2 separate regions of the Pan troglodytes genome follow, and region 2 is linked to region 1. The links are chromatin contacts, called in public capture Hi-C maps. All regions are on one chromosome and are shown on one strand. The core of a region is the stretch at or near the end of the contact, and the rest is flanking DNA. Distances in the headings are between cores, read along the strand shown. Region 1 overlaps NOL4L (nucleolar protein 4 like). Region 2 has its middle 67 kb from the start of NOL4L.

The links. Capture Hi-C pulls out chosen DNA fragments and counts their contacts.
Region 2: a contact with region 1 is called in a capture Hi-C map of stem cell-derived neural stem cells, with 10 times the contacts expected there. The contact joins two enhancer-like sites. A contact is called at or near these places in 5 of 7 Hi-C or Micro-C datasets (blood, induced pluripotent stem cells, a lymphoblastoid cell line and 1 more) and 1 of 1 other capture datasets (stem cell-derived neural stem cells).

What each region holds. Positions count from the first base shown.
Region 1 is chr21:38,736,851-38,739,901 of NHGRI_mPanTro3-v2.0_pri, forward strand. All of the region lies in intron 2 of NOL4L (nucleolar protein 4 like), which reads right to left. Among named protein-coding and RNA genes, the nearest start is that of NOL4L, 61 kb to the right of the region's middle. Within about 2 kb of position 1,696, at least 7 of the 24 cell types and tissues checked have an H3K27ac peak or open chromatin away from gene starts, as enhancers often do. A contact at or near this core is called in stem cell-derived neural stem cells, where this site is marked.
Region 2 is chr21:38,865,244-38,868,307 of NHGRI_mPanTro3-v2.0_pri, forward strand. No RefSeq gene overlaps it. Among named protein-coding and RNA genes, the nearest start is that of NOL4L, 67 kb to the left of the region's middle. Within about 2 kb of position 1,443, at least 7 of the 24 cell types and tissues checked have an H3K27ac peak or open chromatin away from gene starts, as enhancers often do. A contact at or near this core is called in stem cell-derived neural stem cells, where this site is marked.

The sequences.
Region 1 (3,051 bases), core at 446-2,945:
CCTGGCCTTGGCAGGGACCCCAGCAGTGTGCAAAGGCTGGCTGGCATGCCACAGGGAGGGGAGTGCTGAGCACACACCTTCTGGCCCTGGGTCCCACTGATGGGTGGAAGGGGAGGATAGAAGGCTGACAGGTGAGAAGTCCTTGGAACTGCCTGAGGGCCAGGGAGGGAAGCCCTGCCCCACAAGGCTGGATTGTCTGCAAGCCTGGCTTAGAGCTCCCTGGGGAGTCAATAAAGCGCAGAGTCCAGCCCAGCTCTGCACTGCCGTAGGGACCCGTATAGAGGATGACAAACTCTCCCCCTGCAACCTTCAGCAGGCATCTTCTGATTCATCTTCCTGGCTTGCCTGGGACCAGAAATGGGACCTCCATTTCTGATTGAGTGCATGAATGCCCAAGGCCACAGGACCACAGAATGAGTCGAAACCAGGAGGACAATCCTAGCAGATGCTCTAGTTAATAGGATGGTGGTTTTCAGATGGTTTTAGATTTAAGCTGCAGACCCTGTTCTAGAAATAGACTCATACACTGAAGCCCAAAACATGAAACAGATAAAGACAGAGCTGCTGTGTCTAAGGAGGGGAAGTTCCAGGACCCTTGTCCCTGCCCAACTGCCCTCCGCTGCCCTGGGCTGCCTGCTGCCTTGCTCCCCGGGCCTCCTGCCTGGACACTGAGTCCCGTATGTGAATCTGCCTTTCACATTTTTCCTGGTGGTAAAAAACAGGGACTTCACTGGCAGAGAGAGCAGGAGCTATTTGCAGAGTCGCTGACTTGCAAGGCCCCATTTCACTCCCCAACTCAGAGGCCAACAAAGACAGATGAGGCCAATTGGGGGGATTTGCACCACTTTACAAGATCCTCCTCCTGCCCTGCGGGTGGATTAGCACGTGGTGGGCCTGGAGCAGCTGCTGACCACATCTGGCCCCAACTCCAAAGTGGCCTGGGCAGCTAGATCCGGACTGTGGAACCCGATCTGACCTACTAGCACCCTGGGAGGGAAAAAGGAAGCAAAAGGGCTTGTTCCAACCCAGAAGGGTGCAGAAATCAGAAAAGCAGGAAGGCCCCTTGGAAAAAGGACTAGCCCTCTGTGTGAGTTCAGGAAACTCTGTAGAACCAGCTGGAGCCTTCCTCAAACCCTGGTGCTGGAGAGACCTCCGAGATCCTCTGCACCTCAGGTCACACTGAGAAGCTAAGTGAGACAGGGACTTCCTACTCGAAATGGGAATCCCTGCATTATCCATTGCACATGGCCATCTAACTCCAGCTCGAATACCTCCAGTTTCAGAAAGCTCATTGCCTGCCCTATCTGATCCACGGGTGGACAGCAGTAGATGCCAGAAAGCTCTTTTCCCTACCAAAAAACGCGCCTCATTTAGTGCACTGAAAAAGTCTGCCACTGCCCTGCCAGTCCTAACTCCTATAGTACCCTAGGCCTGGAAAAATCCAGAGGGGCCCTGTGCCCTAGAGACTGTCAGGCAGTCTGAGGATTCAGCGTTGGCAAAACACAGAGATAGATCCAAAAAGTCCTCAGCCAGGAGCTTGATGCGTACCCTGTGATGCCAGGCTGTGCCCCTCTGCAGCTATCAGCAGGGGTTTCCTTGGGGGCTCCTTCCACAGGCATGGATGGGTGGGGGCCTCGTGTCTGCAGAGTGGGGCTGAAGAGCTAGATATGGGTCGAGGAAAATGGGAGCAGATGAAGAGGGGCACAAAGGCATCCAGGCACCACCCCCTGCCCCCAAAAAAGGAAAAGGGTGGCATGAGAAGGGTGACAGATGGGGAGGAGAAGGGGAAAAGGAGAGGAGGCACGTAGGGGAGGAGGGAGGTGTGCCAGCCCCTTCGGCCTCACACCCACTGCAGGAGGGCCCTGGCCTGCTCAGCTCAGCCTTGGCCCTGCTGCTGAAATTCCAGCTCTGTGTGCAGCTCAGCTGGCTCAGTGCCAGTCATGTGCCAGCTCCAGGCTGGGCAGCGGGAAGTGGGGCACGCGGCAGGCATATGGACGAGAAGCCAGGAAGTGCAGAGCAAAGGGCTGGATGTCCGCTTGGCCCAGGGATGCAAGTGCTGGCAGAACCAGCTCAGCCCTGCCCTCCCCACAGCATGGAGGCCGCAGACCCCTGCCTTCCTAAACCGCCCAAAGAGTGCCTGTGGGCGAGGCTTGATGCTGGACACCGAAGGGGCCAGGGAAACCACATGATCCAGCTGGCTCCAGCCCATCCGCCTGGACAACAGCAAGTCATAGGGCTTACTAGCTGACCACAGGAGGGTTGCAGAGAGGCAGGATGTGTGGTGGTCAGGGCACAGGCTCTGGGGTGGGTGGCCTGGCTCTGAATGTCAGCTGACTGACCTCAGGCAGGTTATGTGTTTCTCTGAGTCTCAGTTTTCTCATCTTAAAATGGAGGTAACAACAGCACCTGCTTCATGCATGCAACCTTCATACATGTGTAGGAAGTGCTGGTGTAGAGCACATGCTGACTGCTCAGCACAATGGTGAATTTTATTTATTTTATTTTTTTTTGAGACAGGGTCTTGCTCTGTCACCCAGGCTGGAGTGCAGTAGTACAATCATAGCTCACTGCAGCCTCAAGCAATCCTCCTGCCTCAGCCTCCCAATCAGCTAGGACTACAGGCACACACCACTAGGCCTGAATTTTTTAATATATTTTTTATTTTTATTTTTGGAGACAAAGTCTCACTCTGTCACCCTGGCTGAAGTGCAGTGGCATGATCCCAGCTCACTGCAACCTCTGTTTCCTGGGCTCAAGTGATTCTCATGCCTCAGCCTCCCGAGTAGCTGGGATTATAGGCATGTGCCACCATGCCCAGCTAATTTTTGTATTTTTAATAGAGGTAGGGTTTTGCCATGTTGGCCAGGCTGGTCTCACACTCCTGGCTTCAAGTGATCTGCCTGTCTCGGCCTCCCAAAGTGCTGGGATTACAAGCATGAGCCACCACACCTGGCCCCAATTTTTTTTTTAAGAGAAGGGGTCTTGCTATGGTGCCCAGGTTGGTCTTGAACTTCCAGCCTCAAACAATCCTCCCATCTCAACCTTCCAAAG
Region 2 (3,064 bases), core at 193-2,692, 130 kb after region 1:
GGCTTGCGCCTGAGGGTTCAGCTACTCACGGGGTAGCTACTCAAGTGGGAGGATCGCTTGAGCCCAGAAGGTTGAGGCTGTAGTGAGCCATGATCGCCCCACTACACTCCAAAGTGGGCAACAGAGCGAAACCCTGTTCAAAAAAAAAAAAGGAAAAGAAACAAGAAAATTGGAGCAAATGATCTCTGAGCCTTGAAGATTCTTACAGGGTGGACAAGAAAACCCCCTGAAGCTGCTCATCCCTGCCCCAAGTCACTTCAAAGCAGGGCTGTAGGCTCAGACACCTTTGCCAAACAACGTGACCTCAGGCAAGGGAGCTCATTGTCACATGCCTGGGTTTCCCCATTTGCAAGGCTGGGGATGGCAACAGTGCCCACCTCGAAGGGTCTCTGAGAAGACTGGAGGAGATAACAAAGCTGAAGTGTCCAGCACAGCAACTGGTCTGACCTGAATAGCCAGCCACTGCCATCTGAAAGGTCTGGGGAACTGGGGGGTGACCTGGCACCTAGCCTGTCCGAGTCTTACCTCTTCATGTGGCAGCTGCAGTCTGGCACTCTGAGGAGGAGGATTAGAGAGCTTAAGTGACTTCTGCAAAGCCACACCACTACGGAAGAGGAAGAGGCAGCCTTGGATCCCTTGAGTGAGGAGAGGATGGGACCTGGATTCCTATGTTGACATTTGTTGAGCATCTACTGGATGCAGGGTCCTGAACAAGACCCCAGGAAGGGACTAAGATGAATCTGAGATTCACTCTGCCTTTAAGGGGACCCCAGTCTGGAAGGAGAGAGAAAACACACATGCAAATAACTAGAATGCAAAGCAAATGTGGCTGGATGCAGTGGCTCACACCTGTCACTTTGGGAGGCCTAGGCAGGAGGATCACTTGAGATCAGGAGTTCGAGACCAGCCTGGCCAACTTGACAAAACCTCGTCTCTACTAAAAATACAAAAAGTAGCTGGGCGTGGTGGTGCACGCCTGTAGTACCAACTACTTGGGAGACTGAGGCACGAGAATCGCTTGAACCTGGTGGGGCAGAGGTTACAGTGAACTGAGATTGCGCCAGTGAGCTGAGATCATGCACTTCAGCCTAGGCGACAGAGCAAGACTCCATCTCAAAAAAAAAAAAAAAAAAAAAAAGCAAATACCCCTGGCATCAGAGGGGGCCCAGCAGCCCTCCATGCAAGGGGCTGGGGTGAGACTCTTGGGATGGCAGGGAGATGCTGCTGTGTCTTGGAGCTCAATTTGCAAAGCAAAGGTTTTGATTTTATTTGAAGGATAAAATCAGCCCTGGGGGTCATGGGGGTGCTGATGGAGCCTCCTCTGGCTTTTTTGGGAAGTTCTGGGTGGTCCCTGACCTCTGTGATTCCTGCTTCGAAGGTTCTGGGATCTATCCTGGAGGTATCTAGGAGTCCCAGATGCTGTGGTTTTGGAGACTACACTGTCCAGACCCCCAGCATGAATACATTCACGTCCACAAAGGACAGTGAGGTCCCCCTTCCAGGTGGCCAGACACGCACCAGTTTGGGGGGCTTCCTGCTGCTGGGCAATTTGGTGGGGAGAGGATGCAGCACTGGTGAGAGGCCCTCTCAGAGATGGTGGAAGCCTCCCAAGGCTGAGAGATGCAAGGCTGCTGGCCCCGATGCTGCAAAGCCTGAGCCTCAGGCGGCAACCCAAAGCGGGCAGGGTGAGTGCTAGGTCACTGGCCTTGGGGATGGTGCCTCCTGGAGATCACTCCCTTCCTGGAGATCAGAGCTCAGCCAGAGGAGCGGGCGGGTCTAGCCACAGGAAGTCTGTGCAAGCACAGCTAGCAGCTCCTGGAAAATAGGCGCTGCTCTCAGCCTCCCCAGGGCACCCTGCACCCAAGCTAGGCCAAATGATGGTCTGGGGCGCCCTCTGGTGGCTCCTCTGGGCAGTAGTGGATGCTGAAGCCACTGTGAATTTAAGGGTGGGTGGGGCAGAGATGGTCAGAGTTGGAAGATTTCAAGGTGGACCACTCTTTCCACTACACAGATGGGAAAACCAAGGCCCAGAGGGAAGTGACTTGCCTACAGTTGCACAGCCAGTGACTAATACAAGAACAGAACCCAGAAGTTCCTCTGTACCAATGCTTTTTTTTAGGGGGTCTCAAGACATCCCACCCTAGGGGAGGGAAGGCTGAGTGTCCAGGGCTCACTCCCAGTGCATATGGACAGCTGAACTGTAGGTCGCTGAGTATCTGTGTGACATAGCATGCAGCACTTCCCTCCCAGGCTTGGTTCTTTGCCTCTAAAGCCTGGGGTTACTGTGTTGGCAAGGGTTGGGGGACTAGGCCTCCTGCTTGCACACTGCTAGAACTGAGGGTGTAAACCAGCCAATCTTTCGGGGAGTTCTAAGAAGAGCGTTCCTACAGCTGGTATCATACTTCATGGTGAGAGATTGGGTGCTTTCCCCAAGACCAGGAACAAGACAAGGATGTCCACTCTTACGGCAAAGTTGAATTCACGACTTGTATTCAACACTGTACTGGGTACAATGGCAAGAAAATAAAGTCATCTAGATTGCAAAAGAAGAAGTAAAACTATCCCTACTTGCAGATGACATGATCTTATATATAGAAAATCCTGGTTGGGAGCAGTGGCTCATGCCTGTAATCTCAGCACTTTGGGAGGCCAAGGCAGGTGGATCACCTAAGGTCAGGAGTTTAAGACCAGCCTGGCCAGCAAGGCAAAACCATGTCTCCACTAAAAATACAAAAATTAGCCAGGTGTGGTGGTGTGCGCCTGTAACCCCAGCTACTCAGGAGGCTGAAGCACGAGAATTGCTTGAACTTGGGGTGCAGAGTTTGCAGTGAGCCAAGATCACGCCACTGCACTCCAGCCTGGGTGATGGAGTGAAAAAAAAAGAGAAAATCCTAAAGAATCCACTAAAAAAAAGTTATAACTAATAATTGGGTTTGGCAAAGTTGCAGGATACAAGATCAATATACAAAAATCAATTGAGCTTCTACACATTTGCAATGAACACTTCAAAAATGTAATTATGAAAATAATTCAATTTATACTAGCATCAAAGAGAATAAAATGC